Regions from separate parts of the Anser cygnoides genome. Here region 1 is linked to region 2. Evidence: chromatin contacts called from public Hi-C data. All regions are on one chromosome and are shown on one strand. Each heading gives the region's core, a stretch centred on a gene start, on an enhancer-like site or on the middle of the called end of the contact. The rest is flanking DNA. Distances are from core to core; before and after follow the strand shown. Region 1 overlaps DOCK7 (dedicator of cytokinesis 7). Region 2 overlaps CYP2J2 (cytochrome P450 family 2 subfamily J member 2).

What was found. Hi-C and Micro-C count contacts between places; a contact is called where the count stands out from the background.
Region 1: a Hi-C map of liver shows a contact between it and region 2, with 2.0 times the contacts expected there. The contact joins two enhancer-like sites. A contact is called at or near these places in 2 of 7 Hi-C or Micro-C datasets (both in liver).

Annotation. Positions count from the first base shown.
Region 1 is chr8:30,865,028-30,867,727 of Taihu_goose_T2T_genome, forward strand. It overlaps DOCK7 (dedicator of cytokinesis 7), which reads right to left. Exons shown (of 47, transcript XM_048062223.2): 28 at 943-1,112; 29 at 1-140. Among named protein-coding and RNA genes, the nearest start is that of ANGPTL3, 23 kb to the right of the region's middle. Within about 2 kb of position 1,409, at least 2 of the 3 cell types and tissues checked have open chromatin away from gene starts, as enhancers often do. A contact at or near this core is called in liver, where this site is marked.
Region 2 is chr8:29,990,146-29,992,845 of Taihu_goose_T2T_genome, forward strand. It overlaps CYP2J2 (cytochrome P450 family 2 subfamily J member 2), which reads right to left. Exons shown (of 19, transcript XM_048061996.2): 11 at 772-974; 12 at 47-209. Among named protein-coding and RNA genes, the nearest start is that of CYP2J2, 12 kb to the right of the region's middle. Within about 2 kb of position 1,321, at least 3 of the 3 cell types and tissues checked have open chromatin away from gene starts, as enhancers often do. A contact at or near this core is called in liver, where this site is marked.

The DNA.
Region 1 (2,700 bases), core at 159-2,658, 870 kb after region 2:
AATACTGCTGGGCCGGGCGAGCTGAGGGACCGATGTTCCTGCGATGGCCATGGCAACTGTCTGGCTTATCATGCTGCCACCCTCGCTTTCATAATCATCAACAGCGACGCAGCTTGGTCTCCCTCGCTGGTTGTGACTCTCTGCCAAGAAACACATGCATCCCAGTAAATCCCCAAATTCAAAGTGGCTCTCCCCAGCACTCGTTTCATTGAACTGTCTGGAAATGCAAACTGAAAATCATCACACTCACAGATAGGGTCCTGCAGTATACAGGACTGACTGTTATATGAGGTTATGCAAAGCAAAGCAAATACCCATCTTCAAATACAACCTACACAACTTCAGTATCTAGAACCCTTCTGAAAACAGACTTTTTACACCTTTGAATACTCCACTCCAAATCCTTACTTGCAGCTTTACTATGTCATCAAACTCAAAGGACAGCGATGACTCCCAATTTGAAATTACTCTAGATCAGACTCCCTTGCCCTGAACTGATGCATCCCACCTCTGGGGTTCTGCAGGACACTGTGCAAAGCACACCTGAAATGAGCTGCTGATAAAGCACAGTCTGCTTATCCTTTGTAATTTTTCTGAGACTTGTACAGTACATGGAATGACTTCTAAAGCCAGTCAGAGCAGGGAGGCTGGCTGGGCACATACAGACAACAGCCAGACAGCAACTAAAATGCATTGCTAGTTTTTCACTTCATGCAAACAAGTAGGCAAATGCAGCTTCTGAGTGTTCACTTGTTGAACTTGGATATACTGTTGGATATATTTTGCAAGTGTGGTTTCAAAAACATGTCAGTTACAAATACTTCAAAATACAAACAAACTCATCCAACAGCAAAGGGATTTGTTGTTCAATTTTAGAAAAAAAAAAGACAACACTCAAATCTTGTGAGCAGATGAATATTCAAGGCACAGAATGTAAAATACCTGTAAAGTCATAGAGCTGAGGCACGGTTTCCATGATCACGCCAATCAGAGGTAGGTACAGCATTGCAACCCGGGCCTTTACCTGCGGGTCAGCGTACCGCGGATCCGAGTCGTGACTGGACAGTAAATTGTGTACCATGTTGATGACCTTCTTATGCAATCCAAATAAACTGTTAAAAGAGAGTTGGGTCACACAGATTAGTTAATACCTTCAAAGCAAACTATACTTTGTAACTGAGAGGTTTCAAAAAAAGAAAAAAAAATCCCGGTTTTTATTTTTAACTTCACTTAAACCACCATTACGCGTATTCTTTGATCTCCCCTGGATTTTATAAATGGCTGGCTTTTGCCCATGCCACATAAAATGTACAGAAATATCTTGCTGAGGTGCACACGCAATATAATGCGAACACTCATATTTTCCATACAAAAACAAAGCCCCAACTTCTGCTATGTTGAAGGATTGAATCAACTGGAGAACGTTAGGAGAACCTGGGGAGTAGAGAAGACAGGGAGAGAAACTTGAGAGGACAGTGGGTTTAGTGAAACTATTTGTAGTGCTCTTTTTTTGTTTCTATTTAACACTATTTACAGAGAAAAGCCCTCCTAAGACAGAACTTTGCTTTTATCAAATGATCAGTAGGTTTCTGCCTCCGTTCCCTGAACCCCCATGCAATTATTCAGCCAAAACAGTAGACTACAGATCAGTAACTCTGAATTAAAAATGTCAAAGAAATGGAGAGGTAGAAGGAAAAAACAGCAAGAAGTGGCCTTCCCTATTATTAAGATGCAATTCACGTCAGAGCCCCAGCACCATTCCCTTTTGCAGGACACCTTGCGTGAGCCTACTTGGTGCTCATGGCTTGTGAACACAAACTCCTCTGAATCTCTCAAGAACTCGCTCTGCCCCTTTTCAATCCCCTCAGCCACCACACAGAGGCAAAACTCTCCCAGAGCAAATAGCACGTGTCTCTATGGCTATTTGCTTCTGGAGGCAAACCAGCCCAGGAAGACAACTCTACCCCATGCACGAAGCAGCCAAGGAAGCTCATACATTATGCAGTAGCAAAACATAAGCTTCAGTGTTCAAACCTGAGGTATTAAAACAAGGGCCGAATTTCAGGCAGTATCCACTTTACCTGAAAAGTAGAGTTGAGTTCTGGTTAAAAAAGATGAGAGATTCTGACTGGGTTGTCGGGGGGTTAAAATGATTATAAAGACACCAGCAGAGGTTAGGAGGTCATTAGCTAGTTGAAGCTATACTTCATATATAACTGACCGACTCCTTCAAATTAAGGTTAAAGAGAAGTCTGTGTGTTATTCTGAAGGAGTGGCATCTAGGCCACGTGTGAACAGCTGAAAGGAAGCTATCCTGCAGGCCATGGAGCTACGTACAGGGAAAACACATTCAGACACGGCAATGTCATTAAAACTTAGGGCTACATGGATATTTTTCCCCTTTTCCTGAACAGAACAGGTACTGTGGTAGATCGATCTGTATCAAGGAGGAAATGTGACCTGCTAATCTTTCTGGCTGATAATGCAATGAATCGATCTTGCCACCCTCCAGCCAGCCCCTCTGACTTCTCAGCCCTGGCATGAATTTGGGTCAACAACACACACTTCTGGAAAAATGACATTTGTCAGTGAATACTGAGGGTCAAATTTTGATTTTCTCACTTCTGACCTGTAACGTTGCTCATTATGGGCAATGTAGGCACTATGAAATGAGCAATAATTATTATTATGCTCAAATAA
Region 2 (2,700 bases), core at 71-2,570:
GTCAGCGCTGTGACTAGGGTCAGACGTGTCCCCAGTGGTAACTCACCCAAGCTGCTGAAGATCTCTGCGTCGATAGGCACTTCAGGGCGATCCAAGAAGTTGTCTCCCTGGGTTACAAGGACTTCCTTGACCAGCTGCAGCCCATTTACGACCACAGACCTTTGTCTGCCAGTTTCCATGCTGAAGATGTTCCCATATTTGTCGATAAGCTGGGAAAAGAGTAAATAAGTAAAAGGGGATTCATTCCCAAAGAATTTGTCTGTTGGGACAGGGACAGCCCTGGTGTCCTGCACCCCCAGGGAGGGACAGGCAGATTTGCAATGCAAATAGGGGAAGCTAAGCTTGCGAGAGGAGAGGGGATGGTTGCACAAGCGTTGGCTTGATTGCATGTGATCTCTCTTTTCCTCATTTCCTGAATCAGTCTTCGGGAGTCGGTGTACATTTCAAATAAACCAAGTAAAACTTTCCAGGTTGCATTTTCCAGGCCTTGCAAGCCTCAGTTGAGCTAAACAACTCTTGTTTAACGCCCTCCCCAAAGCCCTTCCGCTCCTATCAGATGCACCTGCAGCCGCGGTTGGACGTGTGGCATTGTGCCATGCCCTTTGCCTGTTGTCTGGCTCCTTATACCTGGGCAAACTTCATCCACATTGCTGCTGATCAAGAGTCGAGCTCCTGCCCCCTCTGGGTGAGCCCTCTGAGTCCTCGTGGGCTGTGGGGCTGGGTTGGGTTGGGTTGGGTTGACCCCCTTGCAACGCTGTGAACCCCCCTTACCTTCTGCATCGTGGCTTGAGGGTCTCTGAGGTTCAGAAATTGCATGTTTCCCACGAAGGGGAAGGAAAAGGGGCTCGGGGGGAAATCCTTGGGCTTTCTCCTCTTCATGTAGTCAGCGACGAGCAGGAAGACGAAGAGGAAGATGAAGAGCACCTGGAAGGAGATGCTGTCCCAGAGGAAGCGCAGCATGGGTAGTTGCGATGCTCAGCACACGGCAGGGCAGGGACGGCGTGCGGGTGCAGCGGGGGGCACGCAGAGCCGTGCGGTGAGGCTGGGGCTGGCCTGGCCTCCAAGCGGCCTTCGGACTCCTGCTCCCTCGGGTTTCGTGAGGCCTGTTTGATTAAATCCCTTCCTGAGCCAACTCACACATCAACTCCGGTCCCATTAAAAATAACCCACAAAACAGCAATTCCCGTTCCCCTCTCTCCTCCCACCTCCCCACCGCTGCCTCACAAAACCCCAGTGATCAGCCTCCTCCTGCAGAGCACAGAAACGAGCCTTGCAGGGCAGGGATTAAACCCTCCTGGCACCACCGCCGTGCCCTCACCGTGACGGTCCCGGCCCCTGTCCAAGCACCTCTCGTTGTCCTCGTTCGCGGCGACTGCCTCTCAGGTACTCACAGCCCCAGAGTGAGCCGGGTTCAGCTGGGATGTACGAGATAAGGTTGCACAAACCCTTGACAAGCTCTCTGAGTCACGGGGCGAGGGTTCGTCTCTGTGGGGTGGTGAGGGCAGGACGTAAATACGTCTGGACTCTGAAGCAGCTTCTAGGAATGGTTGTGTCCTGCCCCGGCGGTGACGCTGGCCCTGCTCCCAGCCCGCAGACTTCCCTTCCCGCTGCTTTCGCTAATGAGGCCGGGTCCCGCTGCCATCTGGGTGTCTGACCACGCACACACCACACTTCATTTTCACATATGCCTTGTGTGTTAGGGTGGAGGAGCCGGCTCTGGCTGCTTCGCTCCGGGGACGTCCGGAGCCGATGGCAACACGGAGGTGGCCAAGTGCCACTGGGGCTGCTCCATGTGCAAGGGGGCGAAGCTGCTGCGTGACCTGCACGCCTGATGAACTTGGAAAAGCTGAATCGCTGCTCTGCCATGGAGCTTAAAGGGGAAAGGGCCTGTTTTAGAGGAGAACCTCTTTTTGCCTCTGGCTTTCAAGCACACTTACGCATCTGCATGCAGAGATGCATGCATTCCCCTTCACTCACATGAGATGTTCCACTCAAAATAAACAAGTTCGTGCCTCCTGCCTTTATTGCATGGGGTCTTTACACCCCCCCCCCCCTTTTTTTTTTATCCCCCCCCCCCCCCTTTTTTTTGCCACTGAATTGGGGGGAAAAAAAAAAAAGAAAAAAAAAAGGAAGAGTGCAACCATTTATTCTCTCCCACAAAGCAGTGTGAGTAGAGAAGGAGGCACTAAAGTAACAGGGAAAGGCAAGTTTAAAGTGGAAGGGATCAACATTTGCTAAGCCAGTTCAAACAAAACGAGCTGTCCCCACACACCAGAGGTCAGACCTGCACCGGCGTGGATAAAAATGGAGAGAAACCAGTGTCCAGTCCTGAGCGGCTCTGAAAACTCCTTAGGTGGAAAAAGCCCACAGATCCTTTATTTTTCCTCTATTAGGAAAAAAAAAAAAAAAAAAAAAAAAAAAAAAAAGGAAAAAAAAAGAAAAAAAGAAAAAAAAAGGAAAAAAAGAAAAAGGCACCTGAGGCACCTGTAACCGTGAAACATTAATTAAAGCTACGGTAAGATTAAAGCAACCGGTTAGAGTCCGGCTGCGAGAGCGGCGGGAGGCGCGCAGGGCTGAGCAGAGGACTCTCCCATGTGGCCCAGATCTGCCACTGCACAGCGAGGGCTCCGCAGCCCAGGGGAAAGGAAACGCGAATTAATCCAGCTTTTCTGTGAGCTAGCCGGTGTCCTGCAAGTGTGC